Regions from separate parts of the Rattus norvegicus genome. Here region 2 is linked to region 1. Evidence: chromatin contacts called from public Hi-C data. All regions are on one chromosome and are shown on one strand. The core of a region is the stretch at or near the end of the contact, and the rest is flanking DNA. Distances in the headings are between cores, read along the strand shown. Region 1 holds the start of Nfia (nuclear factor I/A). Region 2 overlaps Nfia (nuclear factor I/A).

Evidence for each region. Hi-C and Micro-C count contacts between places; a contact is called where the count stands out from the background.
Region 2: a Hi-C map of hepatocytes shows a contact between it and region 1, with 2.7 times the contacts expected there. The contact joins the enhancer-like site here to the promoter of Nfia in region 1. A contact is called at or near these places in 8 of 12 Hi-C or Micro-C datasets (Schwann cells, frontal cortex, hepatocytes and 4 more) and 1 of 1 datasets of contacts at active chromatin or transcription factors (oligodendrocytes).

Annotation. Positions count from the first base shown.
Region 1 is chr5:117,553,805-117,560,885 of GRCr8, reverse strand. It overlaps Nfia (nuclear factor I/A), which reads right to left and starts at 3,606. Exons shown (of 11, transcript NM_012988.2): 1 at 3,425-3,606. The coding sequence starts at 3,451. LOC120103114 (a long non-coding RNA gene) reads left to right here and starts at 272. Exons shown (of 3, transcript XR_010066547.1): 1 at 272-2,967.
Region 2 is chr5:117,685,765-117,693,084 of GRCr8, reverse strand. The region is part of intron 2 of Nfia (nuclear factor I/A); the gene reads right to left. Among named protein-coding and RNA genes, the nearest start is that of Nfia, 130 kb to the right of the region's middle. Within about 2 kb of position 2,749, at least 9 of the 93 cell types and tissues checked have an H3K27ac peak or open chromatin away from gene starts, as enhancers often do. A contact at or near this core is called in hepatocytes and liver, where this site is marked.

The sequences.
Region 1 (7,081 bases), core at 2,357-4,856:
GAGCTTTGGTTAACACATGTGCATTTTCAAGTTAGGGGGGAAAAAAGAACAAAATACAAGAATGATATTATTCTTTACCATAAACCATTAGCATTTTCAAGCTGTGTGGTGTTTGAGAATCTTTATTCCTTTGGAAGAAAAGTCGCAGTTTATCCGCTAAGGTGCACGCCAAGCCACAAAGCATTAAACATTACTACATTCTGAGCTCATCCTTGAAATGTTCTAAAACACTTAAACTTTACGTATTTCATACTGACTGACATCCAGATGTATACAGGGTAGCCTGGAGACCAAGGCTCTGTGGCATTATGAAAAGAATCCCTGAAGTCGACCTCAAGCTGCACAGTGAGCTTTCTCCAAAAGGAGGCTTTCATTTTGAAGACTCAGCTCCATTCTATAATGCACGTAGCTCGAAATATAACATATCCGTGCCAAGGCTTTACCTTATTAATGACGATAAACAGGTTAAATAACAACTTGTGTCTATGAGCCCAAAGATCCTCCCAAAATACTTCTTAAAAGCTGCAAACTGCAGCAGTTCACGCTCGGAAGCATTGCGTTCACCTGCCAACCAATGTCCATAATATCACTTCATAAAAAGAATAAATAAACTGAAAATAAGGTCAGCTGGTCATCATGGACAGTCTGTGTCCCCAGCTTTGCATCAGAGGTATTTACAATAAATTATTCCCCCAAAAGGTCTCTAGGATGCAAATAAAAGTACACAGCATTTTATATAACTTTACTCACATGACCATTATACTTAGTCAACCTATTGACAGAAATATCTCCCCAAACATCCAAACTTTTCAAAAAAGAAAAAAAAGAAAAGAAAAGAAAAAAATTACAGGAAATGTCCGAGGAAAGCATAAATGATCCAGGGGGCGGGTAGTGGAGGGTATGTCCTCATGGATCATGTTGCTGAACAAAACGCCATAAACTGAGCATTATTTCCAAAAAATATTGAAGAGAAAAAGTAATATTTTACAGACATAGTTGATGAGAATGTTACAGATCACCAGGAAAAATAAACCTGTGGACCTGCTTCAAAGCCGCGTTACTATGAACCAGCATCGAAAATGTGGATCTGTTTGAAAACAGGCCAAGTTTAAGAGCCACAGAATAGTGGTAGTGCTGGAAACTACTTTTTTTTTTTAAGGTTTACTCATAAATTTCTGCTGAACTGTCAGTATTTAGGCAGGTCCCTGAGTTGGTTGTGATATGCCCATCCTCAGTCATAAGAAGAGGCCTGGCATTCTCAAGGTAAAGCCCCTTCAAAGTGCACACAAGCAAGCTGAGTTTACTCTCAGAGCACATTGGTCACCATGCTTACTGGATCTTTTTTTTTTTTTAAACGAGCAATAAACGGTCCACGTTTTTCTTTCTGAAACTGGCTCTAACATATTATAAATATTCCAGAAAGTTAAATAAATTGTAAATCAGCTTTTAAAGACCCTCTCATAAAACACACGAGCCTTTATTCCCTGTTTATTGTACGTTTTTCTTCACAAACTGCTACACCAAATAAGCGGTTCTCTTAGTGGTGTGAAGGCCCAGCGAATGCGTCAATCAAAGCTGCCAAGTGTGTAGGAGGGAGAAAAGAGAAGGGAAGAAAAAAAAAACTTTCTTAATGTGATAATAACTCAAGAGAAGCTAACCTTGTTAAGTCCCTGACTGTGCCCGAGGCCTGCATGGATTCGCAGGTATGCTCCTGAAATACACAACCCCAGACCAGAACTTTGATCTTTTCAAATCTCGCTCAAGAAGACAACGCTGTATCCATGAGGGTCTTTCTCGCCATTGCAGCATGCTGGTATTACCTACAAGTCCTATGTGTTGCAAACTTTTGCCAGCTAGAATTTCACCCTTCGAATCTCAGCACTTTCACTGCAGACTATAATTCATTCAAATTATCTTACACTTTGCATCTTATCCATATGCAATTGTGAACCTTGCCAGAAGTGGTTGGAGAAGTTTCATTCCATTCTTCCACAAGTTACTAAAATAGTAACTTTGGAAGTTGCGGGGAGGGGTGGACTTTTACAATAACTAAAACAACTGCTATCCATTATTAATGTGAGGCCTAAATCCCAAACAGACCATCTCCACATAAAAGATGCATTTAAGAGTCTTCTGAGATCAAATAGCCAGTGTTATTACTGTTAGATACTGCAGTAAGAAGGGAAGTCATATGGGAAATAAATCCGAATCTACAGTGGAGAGGAAAAGCTACTGATACGTCCAGCCTTCCAAAGTATTCCCGGTAAACCGTTACTCCAGCTCATTGAAGGCACAGTGGTAGCAGGGTTTTGAGGGAGTCGTGAAGAAGCATATAACTTCATGTAGGTGACTGCTGGTCAGGGTGCAATGGTTTAAACCCATATAAAGACTCGTGCTTAAAGAGAAAAAATTAGCGCAAATCACTCTGACTTTATGCCTTTTAGTCAGAGAAAATAAATAATATATTCAAACGGGACTAGATCCGGAGCCGCAAAATAGCAGTGTTTCCTTACTGCTGGTGCAGACTAGACCGGGAGGGATGGGCTGGGAGGCTCGGGCAAGAGGGGCAGGCGGAGGGGCGCCAGGCCCCACGCTGCGAGTGGGGCTGCACGGAAAGTTGCCGGGTCCTGCTTGCTGAGCCGCCTGGGGCTTGCCTAGGCGGCGGCGGCGGCGGAGCAGCCGACTCCGGCCCTGGCCGCCGCTCGCCCTCGAGCCGGAGCCCCACTCCGCCCGCAGCGGCCCAGCCCGGCCCGACCCGCGGCCTCGGCGGCTCTCTGGCCTGCGCGGCGTGGGCTCGCCGGATCCTTAAACTTTCGCCTGGGGGTCGCGGGCTGGAGGCGAGGGACAACAAGGTCCTGGGCCGGCGCCGGGCGTGAGTCTACGCAGCCCACGGGCGAAGGCTCGCACCGCCCGCCGCGTCCGAGGGGCGCTGCCCGGGCCGGCCCGCAAAGCTGGCACAAAACAAAAGTAAGAGTTCGGGGCGTCGGCGGGGGGCGCGGCGGCGCGGGAGGACACTGGCAGCCAGAGCGCCAGGGTGCAGCCGGCGTGCGGGGTTTGCGGGGCTCAGCCGCCCCTCCCTGGAGCGGAGGAATCGCGGGCACCGCGCTCCGCGCCGCAGACACCGAGTCCAGATTGCAGCGTGTCAGGGGCTGCAGCGGCGGACACACGTGCGGGGCTCCCGCAAGACCCGGCGCTCCGCAGTCCGGCGCCCCGATATTAATTAACGCATTAATAAGAGGGCGCCATTAGCCATGTGCCCACACAAATGGCCGAGCCGGAGGAATGCACCCGCATGGAAACAAAGTTACTTTCTTAAAGCTGCAGCCCCCCACCCCCCCGCACACGCGCGCGCACACACAGAAACACGCGCAGACACGACTCCCGCCGAGGCACACGGCCGCCCCGCGCCCCCGCAGCTGCTTACCTGGGTGAGACAGAGCGGAGAATACATAACTGCCGGGCGGCGGGGGGTGCGTGCACGTCTGTGTGCGGGCTGGAGGTGTGCGTGAGTGTGGGTGCGAGAGGGAGAGAGAGGAGGAGAGAGCTAGGAGAGGGGGGAGGAAAAAAAAATCAAGCCTGCTTCTTGCGTTCACATTTCCAACTCGGCTCAACTGCAGCAGCCAGCGCTCTTGCCGCTCCACGCGCTGAACTTTAACCCCGCCTAGAGTTTCCCTACACTCCACTATACTGTCTACTGTACGCGGGCGTTAAAGGCATAGCGCACCCTTTCCCGCTCCCGCGCCGGCCGGCCGGGTGCCCGCGAGCTGCCCGCGCGCCCGCCTGCGCCGCGTTCTGCACCGCACCGCACGGCCGCCGCCCGCTCGCGCCGCCGCCGCGGGGGGGTGGGGGTGGGGGGGATGGGGTGGGGTGGGGTGGGGGGAGCCGGGTGGGGGAGGGGCGGCTGCGGCGCTGACACCGGTCCCCAGTCTGCACGGCCGCCCGCCCGCCGCTTGCTCCGCGCTCGCTGCCTCCCGCGGCCCCCGCCCCCGCCCCGCTCGGCGCGGTCCCGGGAACGCGGCGCGGAGCGGTTTTCAGCGTGTCCTCCGGGCGGCTATAGGCTGCCACAGGATGTGCTTAAGCAAACAAAACTACTTTTCCTCCTCCCCATCCCCCCACCCGCGCCGCAGCCCTCCGCGGACGTCGGTAGACGATTGGGGCAACTTTGTCCGGGCGCCCCGCACCCCCGTGGGCCGCCGGGTGGGCTCCCTAGGAACCTCAGAGAAGGGCGCGCGGTACATTTGCATGTATGCAAATTTCTTGTAAAAATCAGACCTTCTAGGTAACTTTTCCCCCCTTCCTCTGAAATGCGGTAAAGCTCAAAGCATTGTAATCTCTCCTGCGAAGCTTTCTGTGGGAATAGTGTCGTCCGCAGAGGTAATATGCACAAAAGCCTACTAACTTTACAGCTACGGCCCCATAGCAGTCAGAATCTGGGTGCGGGGGACTAGTAAGATCACCCCAAAGCGTCCCCAGATTGCGGGGGGGGGGGGGAATCTGGAAAAAGGAAGGCGGAGAGTCGTGAGCGACCGCTCTTCTCTTCCAGAACTCAGGAGCTGGTGGGTTTGAACACAAACGCCCAAAAAAGTTCTGTCACGTCAGAAACAACAGTGGTTTAGCTGGGACATTTTTTCTGTATAACTGAGAAGGAAAACCGTGAAAGAGTTACCCCCTTAGAAAAGGGATATGTTTGTATCCCCAAATGGGAGCCCAGGACTAGACATGGGCTAACATTTGAGTCCCCTGTTCCCCAGACACACGCTAGAAGGGTACCTTGTTTGGATCCCCACTTTTCCCTCCCCCAGGTAAGAGTTCTCAAGATGGAAAAGAGCTTCCTGCAATTATTTTAGGTTTGCTAAAAGTATTGTTTTGGCGAGGGGGGGCGGTTTTAGGGTTTGGCACGTTGCCAACAAGCCTGTTCTTCCAGCTTTTTCTTCTTTCCTTCCTTCCTTCCTTCCTTCTTTCTTTTTTTTTTTTAAAGAAAAAACTTAACACTTTCTCATTAGACTCTCTTTTCTCCTAGAGGGGGAAAAACTATATCTGTCTCCTCCAAACTCCCATTTTCTCCTCCTTTCATTCCTGAAGTTTTGCAGCAGTCTTCTGTATTTACCAACCCTTCTTTAAAACTCCCCCAGATTCCGACACTGGCACACAGATCAGGAGTCTGCTCCCTGGCAGAGGTGACAGGGCTAGAGTCTACATGCATGCCCACCCGACAGAAGAGAGTGAGGGAGTATGATCACTTTCATTCAGATTTTTTTTTCCCCCTGGGTGGGTTAGAATGCTACTAGAAAATTCTGCTGCAGACCGTCGGGCAGTCTAAAGTTTTGTTTGTTCTCTAGCCCGTTTAGGGCTAATGCCCAAGAATCCATTCTTTCCCACCCACCCCCTGCTCTTGAATATTCTTGGAATACATATTATTCCGATTACATATTAAGGATTGAAGGAAATAACTTCAACCTTTAGTTAGGACGTCCATTTTCCCAAACTAAGCAACTGCTTTTCCTTGGTTCCTCGAGGCTTTCAGTAAGGAAGAAGTGTCCTCCAAGCTAAGAGGAGTTAGAGAAGCATTCCTGGCCACGAAACCCTTTGCTGGGATCTATAACTTCAAGACTCTCCAAGTTTCCTCGACAGAAGTTTCTGGCTGAGGGACCCAACATGTAACTGAGGCACAGTGACAAGTTATTGTCCCGTGTGTGTGCTCTGGGGAAGCTCTCTTCCAAAGTGGATTTTTGTGTGTGTGTGTGTATAGATACACTTCACATCTGCCTCTTTTCAAAACAGCAAAGAATTTTACTTTTGATTCTCAAGGGGATTTTTTTTTTAAATAACTGCCTGTCGCCATGTCTTCTTTTTTTTTTAAATGGGGGAAAGTAACTGAATGCTGATATTTCCACTTTAGAAACTTCTTTTGTTGCAGCAGTGGATGTGCCGGCGATTTCCAGCATTCTGCGGTTAGCAATATTATCTTAAGTAACTTTTGGCGCCCTTCGTAAGACTTTTGGATATGGGACGATTGTTTGCGCCCTCTAGGCAAGGGCTGGATCCAAGTTCAGCACCAAAGCCCTCCACATCCGCTCCTGCTTTCTCTCCTATCTGTGCCAGCTCCCGCTCCCTCCCCCGCTCCGGAGGAGGGTAGAAGGCGGGGGAACACTACAAAGCCCAGTTCCAACTACAGCCTTTGCAAACTAGACTGAGAAAAATACCGTAGAAGAGTTACAGTTACAGAATGGCTTCTGGTAACTTTCTCTCCAACAGGCATAAATTTAAACACACAAAGAAACAGATGTTCCTCAGAGGACAGACCCGGGATAAAAAGCATTTCTAACTTTCTCCTCTCTTCTGGGTTGCAAAAGTAAATCCTTGTCTAGAGTTCACCAGAGATACTAAGAGAGGGAGAGGAAGGAAGATCTGGGAAAGAGAGGGGGGAGGGAAAGGAGGGGCAAAGAGAAGGGAGAAGAGAGAGAGTGTGTAGGAAACGCAGGTGATGTATGAAAACTAGTTTATTGCAATCATATAAATGACCCATTGTTAAGAAGGGTAAACCCTTATTGGAAACATTACTCCGATCGTTTATTTTGCAAGTGGTAGGAGGCTGCCTTGAAACCGGATTGTCTTTGCAAACAGGAGGCTGCTGCCATGCTCTCTACCATCCATATTCTCCCTGGCCCAGAGCCCAGCCTTGCATTTACTGTTTTATTTGCAGAAACGTTACCTTGCCAGCTTTAGTGAAATCCTCTTAGATGTATAAATTACGTCAATAAAGTTTCACTTCTACGTACATCTGAAATACCTCTCCTTCCCCTTTAGTTGGGAAATTGTATTAATGTGATTTAGATTTTAATGCCCAAAGTAGTGAAAATGGGACCAAGATTCCTAAGTGACAATACCATTTGCTCTGTAGTATCGCCAAGACTAACTCTTAACTAGTATTTTCCAGCATCTTTCTTCACTGATTTTTTTTTTTTTTTTGGTGTTTTACTAGCTGGTCACTTGTGTGCAGATTTCTCTTACTTGCATATAACCCCAAACTGAATCATGTTGATGAATTGGGAACACTGGGGAGTTTTCACATCAAGTTTCC
Region 2 (7,320 bases), core at 1,500-3,999, 130 kb before region 1:
CTGGAACGTGGTATTCTCCATGGTGGCACCGGAGCACCAGGTTGGATCCTCTACAGGAGATGATGAGAAGCCAACAGAGGGTGCCAGACGGAAGTGATAATTCCTCTTTGGAAAGATCACCTTGGCAACAGTGTAACGAAGAGATGAATGGCGTGGAAAGAATGGGGGCAAACAGAGGAGTCTGGAAACAGGCTAGGCTGAAAAGAACATACAGAGAAGGACTCACAAAGGTGATAGCTGGTTTTCACGCTAGGAAGAGGGAACCCCCCCCCCCCCCAGAACTCCATGGCGACTGGATATGGAACTTAAAGGAGAAAGGGTTGACTTGTCTGTGCTGCAGGTGGTCTTGTTAGCTGTCACCTGTGACCATCCATGCCCCCTCCTTAGCGAAACACACCCACTTCACGGCTGGATTTTCAAACTACTCCCTGGTTAGTTGAAGGTTTTCTGTCTCATATTGCTTTCCTGATTTCGTTCTTTTCATCTTCTCTCTACCACAGCTTCTTAGCTGGCGACAGCTAGTGGATTAAAGTTTACTGTGTGGGTGTTTGCTTTTTAACTAGATATTCTGCTATATTATTTTTCTTCTAATAATAAATCCAAAAGGTTGAGCACTTTGTGTCAGTAGTGGCCAACATAAAGATGGCCGTTCGTTCTTTCCAAGGCTGCGTGTGTTATCCACGACTCACTTCCTGTTCGTAGAAGCTCCAGCAGAGCACCGAACACCAACCACCATCTCTGCCTTACTCTTGACTTTAGTGCGTTGGCCTCAATAGCCCATGGCACTACGGAATGTAAATGGTGGCAGCATCGTCATTTGGATACTTGCTTCTTTGTGGCTGGATTTCAACCAATGTTTGAAAGTTTGGAATCAGTGTCAAATTTTATCAAATGCCTTTTGCTTGAAATTATTTCCAACAAGGTTTTCATGCCAGCATTCTTGGTTTTGGTAGAAAACTCAAACGTTTAAAGCTTTTTTTGTTCTCTTCCAGAAAATGAGACTGTAAGACTGATAAGCGCACAGGCTGTGGAGAAAAGAAAGGCACAGGCTCCTGATCCTGAGCCCCGTCATTCACCGGCTTTGGTGGGGGTTCTAGGTGCCCAGTGAATGAATCAATAGTGGCTCGTCAATGAGACAGTGCGTGGCTGAATAGTCCGGTTCTGCTCAATGGGCAGATGCCAGTTAGTAAGAGCCAAGGTGACTTTTTATAAAACAACACTTTGTGAGATCTTGCCTGGGACAGCAAGGGTGGGTCAGGTCCTCTGTGTTTGGGCAAATATTGAAGATGGCAATACAAAATTCTCACCTGTAAATCTCACACGAAACTTCGAACATAAATAGAAATGTAAGCATTTCTTCTAACAATATATGGAAGAGTAAGCAGGGAGGCTTTAGAGAAGGAAGCCGCATGATACTTTCCCAAGACTATCTCTAAGTTACATTTAGCCCAGTAAAAATCAGTAAAGCTTTCCACAGAAATTTACACAAAATTTCTTACAAAATTAAGAAATTTTTAAAACAACAACAAAAAAAAAAACCCCACCAAACCTTTTAAAATATCTAACCTTTACTCCATGGATGGTTTGTTTCAGACAATTCTGATGTGATATGTTTAATTCTTCCCCTATATTTAACAGAAGATGATTTTACATCATTTGTGAAGGATGTCTGCATTCTTGGTTATAAATAGATTCTTATCGGGTCCTTTTAAAGGCTCAAATAATTAATATCAAAACAGTAATAATTAACAGCCTTTTGTTGTCCAGAATTATAGAGCTTCTTGTTTCACACAAATGTTTTTCAAAGAAAAATAAATCCTCAAATAATCAAGGCAATACTACTCAGGATCAGATACACACAGGAAGCTTCAATCACAAGGTCAGGATGTGGACAGGGAAGACTCTCTAAGATGTGCCTCTGGGTCTAGTATATGACAGATTTTAGACGTTCATAGACAGAGACACTGAGGGCTACTCACGGACAGAGATGCTAAGGGCTACCCATGGACAGAGACACTCAAGGCTACCCATGGACAGAGACACTCAAGGCTACCCATGGACAGAGACACTCAGGCTACCCATGGACAGAGATGCTTAGGGCTATGCATGACAGAGCTTCTGAGGGCTCACTACTCCTTTTCACTATAATCAAGGAACACAAACAGTAAGATGAATGCTGCAAAGGGTTTAGAACTTTAGATCTGTCAAAAGGTAAACAGTTTGTGGACCACAGGAACTTTCCTTTACACACATTAGTCCTGTCACGTTCGGGGCATTATTATTTGACTGATACCGTGAATTCTTTTGAACACCTTCCTCAGGGTAAGCACTCAGTCCTGAAGTATGGTCTAAGCCAAGCATGCACAGATGGGTGGTTACAGCTGCAGCCTCTCTGACAGGCTGCAGAAACCCTCAGGGACACCTCCCCCGGCACCAACTATCCATCTTGTTTGCTGGTACAACTCCACCTTGCTCCAGCCTTTGTTGAGCGTGTCACAGGACACTGGCCAAAATGTTACAATCTGAACAGGCCTTATTAATGGGATGAAAAATGGGCTCCTGAAACACACTTCGACGACAGTTGCATGCTCTTCCTGAAGGGTTTGATAATTTTAATAAAAAGGGGACATTATAATAAATATTGTTTTTAAATCTTCAGGATCATCAAGCAGTCTGAAGCCTCTCTATGAGAGAGTGAATGAGTCAGCTTAGTCAGTAATATCCATCCAGACTGATTAAACTGGAGCCAAAACAGATCCTCAAGATCCAGCTTATGGTGGCCACTGACTCGGAGAGAGGAAGGCAGGCTAGACCGAACCTACATGGAGCAAACGGGAGATCACAGCACGCCCAGGCCAAAGGCTCATGTACCCTTTGTGGTGCATTGCCACAGATCTCTTCAGACACCTGCTTATCCTAGAACAGCCTGAAACACAGCAGCCACAGCTAGGCAGGCCAAAGTTTTATTTACTTATCTACCTTCTGAAAAAAAAACAGTTAACGGTTCATGATCATATTAAATATACCTCTACCCAAGTTATAGCCACAAAAGGTAGAAAGATAAACAAAAAACTACACACGTGAAGAAAACACATAACGGGAGCAGAATCATGCCTAAGCACCTATTGAGGTTAAGAACTAAATTTATCTCTGAGTTTCTTGGGAGCCAAGGTAGAAAGGGAAACAGGCGTGTATACAATTCTCATGCTCTGTTCACAGAGGGCAGACCACCTCTAGTGTAACCCTTTTCTCTACTACGGCTTGCAAAAGGAACGAACCAGTCTTCAAGTTCCTATGCCCAGATCTTGCCTGCCCCTGGTTGTGCCTGACCTAGATTGCCAAAGATTATGAAATCACGCTTGATAAATAAATTGTGAAACAACTCGACCGATTTCTATGCTAAACAAAAAAGAGGAAAAGCAAATGAACAGACGTTTCCAAACATTTAAAAGTCAGAACCACTCAAAATAAAAATTGAAACCAGAGGCAAATAAAACCAACCCAAATCTTGGCGAGGCCGAATCTCAAACCCCGTCGCTACAGGCTGGGAACCAGAACAGCCAGCCAGGCTGTGTCTGTCTACCGCATATGGGGGAAGGTTCCAGGGAGTATCTCCAGGCTCATCTGATGGCATGGGTTCAACACCAGTGAATGGGCCTTAAACAAAGGGAGAGCTCCTTTGAAAATGGGCGTTTGTGAGTCACCGGTCAGTGTGGCTGCGCAGTTTGTGGGAGTGGGAGCCGCTGGCAGCGGGGCAAAACAGTACAGCTCCGGCTTTCGGAGCTTCTAAGCTCTGAAAGGCAGCGAGGTTCGAGCCGGCTGGTCACAGTGGCACACTTGGCTGAGTGCGCGGCCAGGTGGCTTGGGCATATTGGCAACAACTGGCAACCTGCCCGATACATATGGCTAAGATTGCTGCGCTCTTCCCACGAAGCCTTCCTAGACTCTTGAGCAAGCCGTCGCTTGCGCACAAAATGCGTCTGCATGTTAAATAAAATCTTTTTAATAATATCTGCTGATGTAAAATCCTTTCGCTAAAAAAGAAAATAAAAAGATGGAGGCAGGTGGCTGCCAAGCACATAATGAAAGCATCTCGTGAGAGGAGGCGCCTCTGCCGATCCCTTCCAACTGGCTTTGCCCTCACTTCTGCCCTTCTCTTTCACAAGGGTTGAAAGACCCCTTCCAGCCCTGGGAAGCCAAGGTTTGTGTGGGCTTTCAGTAGGCTGGCAAGGGGACAGGTGACCATAAATTCCTGAAAATATAAAATAAATAGAGAGACAATAAAAGCGAACCCAGTATCGGGGAGCATTATTAAACCGTGATTGACAGATAACACTGAGAGGTGTCAGTATAGTCTATCATGTAAATACATATCTGGAGACTTGTTAAAACACAGCCTAAGTGCTAACTACTGAGGCACATGTTCCTTCCCAAGTGGCACTAATGGTCCATAGCATGAGGCAGGCTTTAGGCTGAGGAACCCCAGCCCGACACACTCCTGTAAGGATAGCACACACCACATTAAGGAGTCCACAAAGAGCAGTTTCTGCCAGAGTTGGAGTTTTCTCCGCTTATCTTTGCCGGATGTCTAACAATTCATTTCTTTTGCTGGGCATATGAAACATAGTAATAGCTTGGGGCTGAGTGACTCAGTGGTAGAGCACTTGCCTAGGTGTGCTATGCAGCTCCTACCTCCAAATCATAGCACCAATGAACGCATTAGCTAATTTGATTGCATGAATTACACCCAGGACCTTGTTTCACTTTTAATAATTTGCAAATATATGTTTATGGTCTGTTAAGATTGCAAGCCATTTATCTAATGAATTGTGCTGAATCTTCTGGAATTACTACAGTCTACTTGTTAGAATAGAATTGATGTTGCATTTAGTATGTTTTTTAAAAAGTGTTTTATTTTTTTTAGCACAGCATAGCTCAAGCACTGGAATAACTTTATCTCTCATTCCAGTGGGGACTGCACACACTCACGAATCTAAAACTTGTACAAAGATACAAACATACATATTTGGTAGAAAAGAACCATTGTGTTTCCTCAGTTACTATGAGGTCAGTCTTAGATGAGAACAAGCAAACCTTCTTTTGAAGATAAGAAAAAACGTTAAAAAAAACACTGCTACAGTTGCCCATGCTTTACTCACGCCAATCTCCCCCCAAAGATACTAAGTGCATAGAAAATTATGCAATGCTATCCTAGCAAATGCTTAATTTTAGGTTAAAACCTTCCCATTGATTCCTCTTCATGGGATGTTTGTTTGTTATTTCAGAGACAACAGTTCTCTCCACAGCCCAAAAAGGACTATAAATCTCCACAGCTGAGGTTCGCCTCAAACTCATGATTTTCCAGCTTTAGTCTCCCAAGTGCTGGCAAGAAAGAGCCAACATGGGAACATTTGGAGAAATGGTGCAGACTTAAAGCAGAGGTGTTCGGTAAAGTCCTCTGCTGTGAATCTTGACAATAATCGTCTGTTTCTAGGTAGTAACAACAACGTCACAGAAAAGCTTGAGACTAAGCCTCCCGGGTGCTGAGAACAACAGGGGAAAGGAATGGAGACCTTATAAGAAGGGGCTTCAGAGCCACGTGAAATGACCAATGCAGGTCACATTTTGAATACCCTCACCCTGTCCTCTTGATCAGCAAGTGGTGCCACCTCGGAGCATTATTAGAACACCCTTTCGCCTACTTGGCATCATTCCAGGTACTGCTGTCTCCAAGGACACAGTGTGAAGTCCTGAGAGTAAGTCACAGTGGGCTGTGTGGAGGAGCCAAGCCGAGGTGAGGACCCTGGCTGTGAGGTCAGGTCCCCTCTGAGTGTTCCTGGCACCCAAACGGAGACTGAGCAGACTAGGGGTCAGAACGAGATAGGCAGCAATCGGTGGGGAAAGGATTCTCACCACAGAGGCCAAAACAGTGTTTCAGCACCCAAATGCAGATGAAAGACCAAAGGGCATCATTTCTCAAAGTGCGGTTTGGGAGGGTAAATAAATAAGAGTTACAGGCCAGAAAGGACTCTGTCTGTGTCCAAATAACTGTAGTTCCTGCTATGCTAAACCAGGGCCTCAGATCCTTGGACACATAATATGTACTGAGCCTGTCTCAGAGGGAGTGGCATGACCAAGTCTTTTAAATGTATGTCAGAACAAACAACAGCAAATGCACCTCTCTCTCTCTCCCTCTTTCCCTCTCCCTCTTTCCCGTTCCCTCCCTTCCTCCCTCCCTCCCTCCCTCCCTCTCCTTTCCCCTTTTCCTTCCCTCTCTTTCTCACTGCTGTTGAGCATTAAAAAAAAGGACAAAAGTGTGAGAAAAATATTTTGGTTAACATTAACTTAAAGGTCAGATTTAAGTAAATGCAAATTGAGCTAAATTTTAATAAAAATGTTTAAGTAAAACACTGAAGAGTTAAGTTCAAGACAACTCATTTAATAACTTTTTAGAAAATTTAATTGAAACCTCTTATTTCCACGATTTAAACATAATGTCTAATTGCCTTATTGTTTTATATCTCACTAAGGAAAATGTGATTTTTTTTTTTCTCAGCATCAAAACTTCCTTCCTCCCCCATACAGGCTCTACCTCAAGGTTTTCTTCTCCTCATATTAGGCAAGGACCATCTGGGCTTGGAAAGAAGAATCCCAGTTCTCACACAGTAGGCTCTCTCAAATGGATGGTAAACTGCTTAAGATAAAATGTAAGGGGAATTTTCCTGGAGTAATTTTTGTGCAGGAAGCTTTAGTTGGTCTCCCTGGAAAGCTAAGAGGACCTGCAGAGTTGACTGGGTAGGCCATGTGAATTTGAGGAGTGGAGATGTGGAGGAGGGGTGGGATCACCAGTGCCTTCCTAAATAAAATTTCTCCCTAATGTCAAGTGAGAATTTCATAATCTCGGAAGAAAAATTACGGCGAATAACTGCAGTGTCCTACAGACTCTGAAAGTCAGTAATAAACCTGGGAAAGTCTCTCAATACAGTCTGAAATGTTCACCTCATGTTCCAAAACTCAGAATGGGTAGATCTACCTCATTTCATAACCTCATTTCATATTACTATTTACATTACCACTGATCTCCTTGTCAAACTTGAAAAAGTATACATTAATTTGTACTTATATATTTAGTCGCATAAAGGGTCAACATCAAAGTTTTTTCCTCCTTCTAGAAGCACAAGGAAAGGCCCTTCTGTGAGGACCATAAATGGTACCTTTCATAAAAATACCTTTGGAACAATAGTACAAGAATATACTTGGGTCCTAGCAGATTTGCCTGGTAACTGGCTTTACTTTTTTCCTTTGGAGTATTTCCTGCCC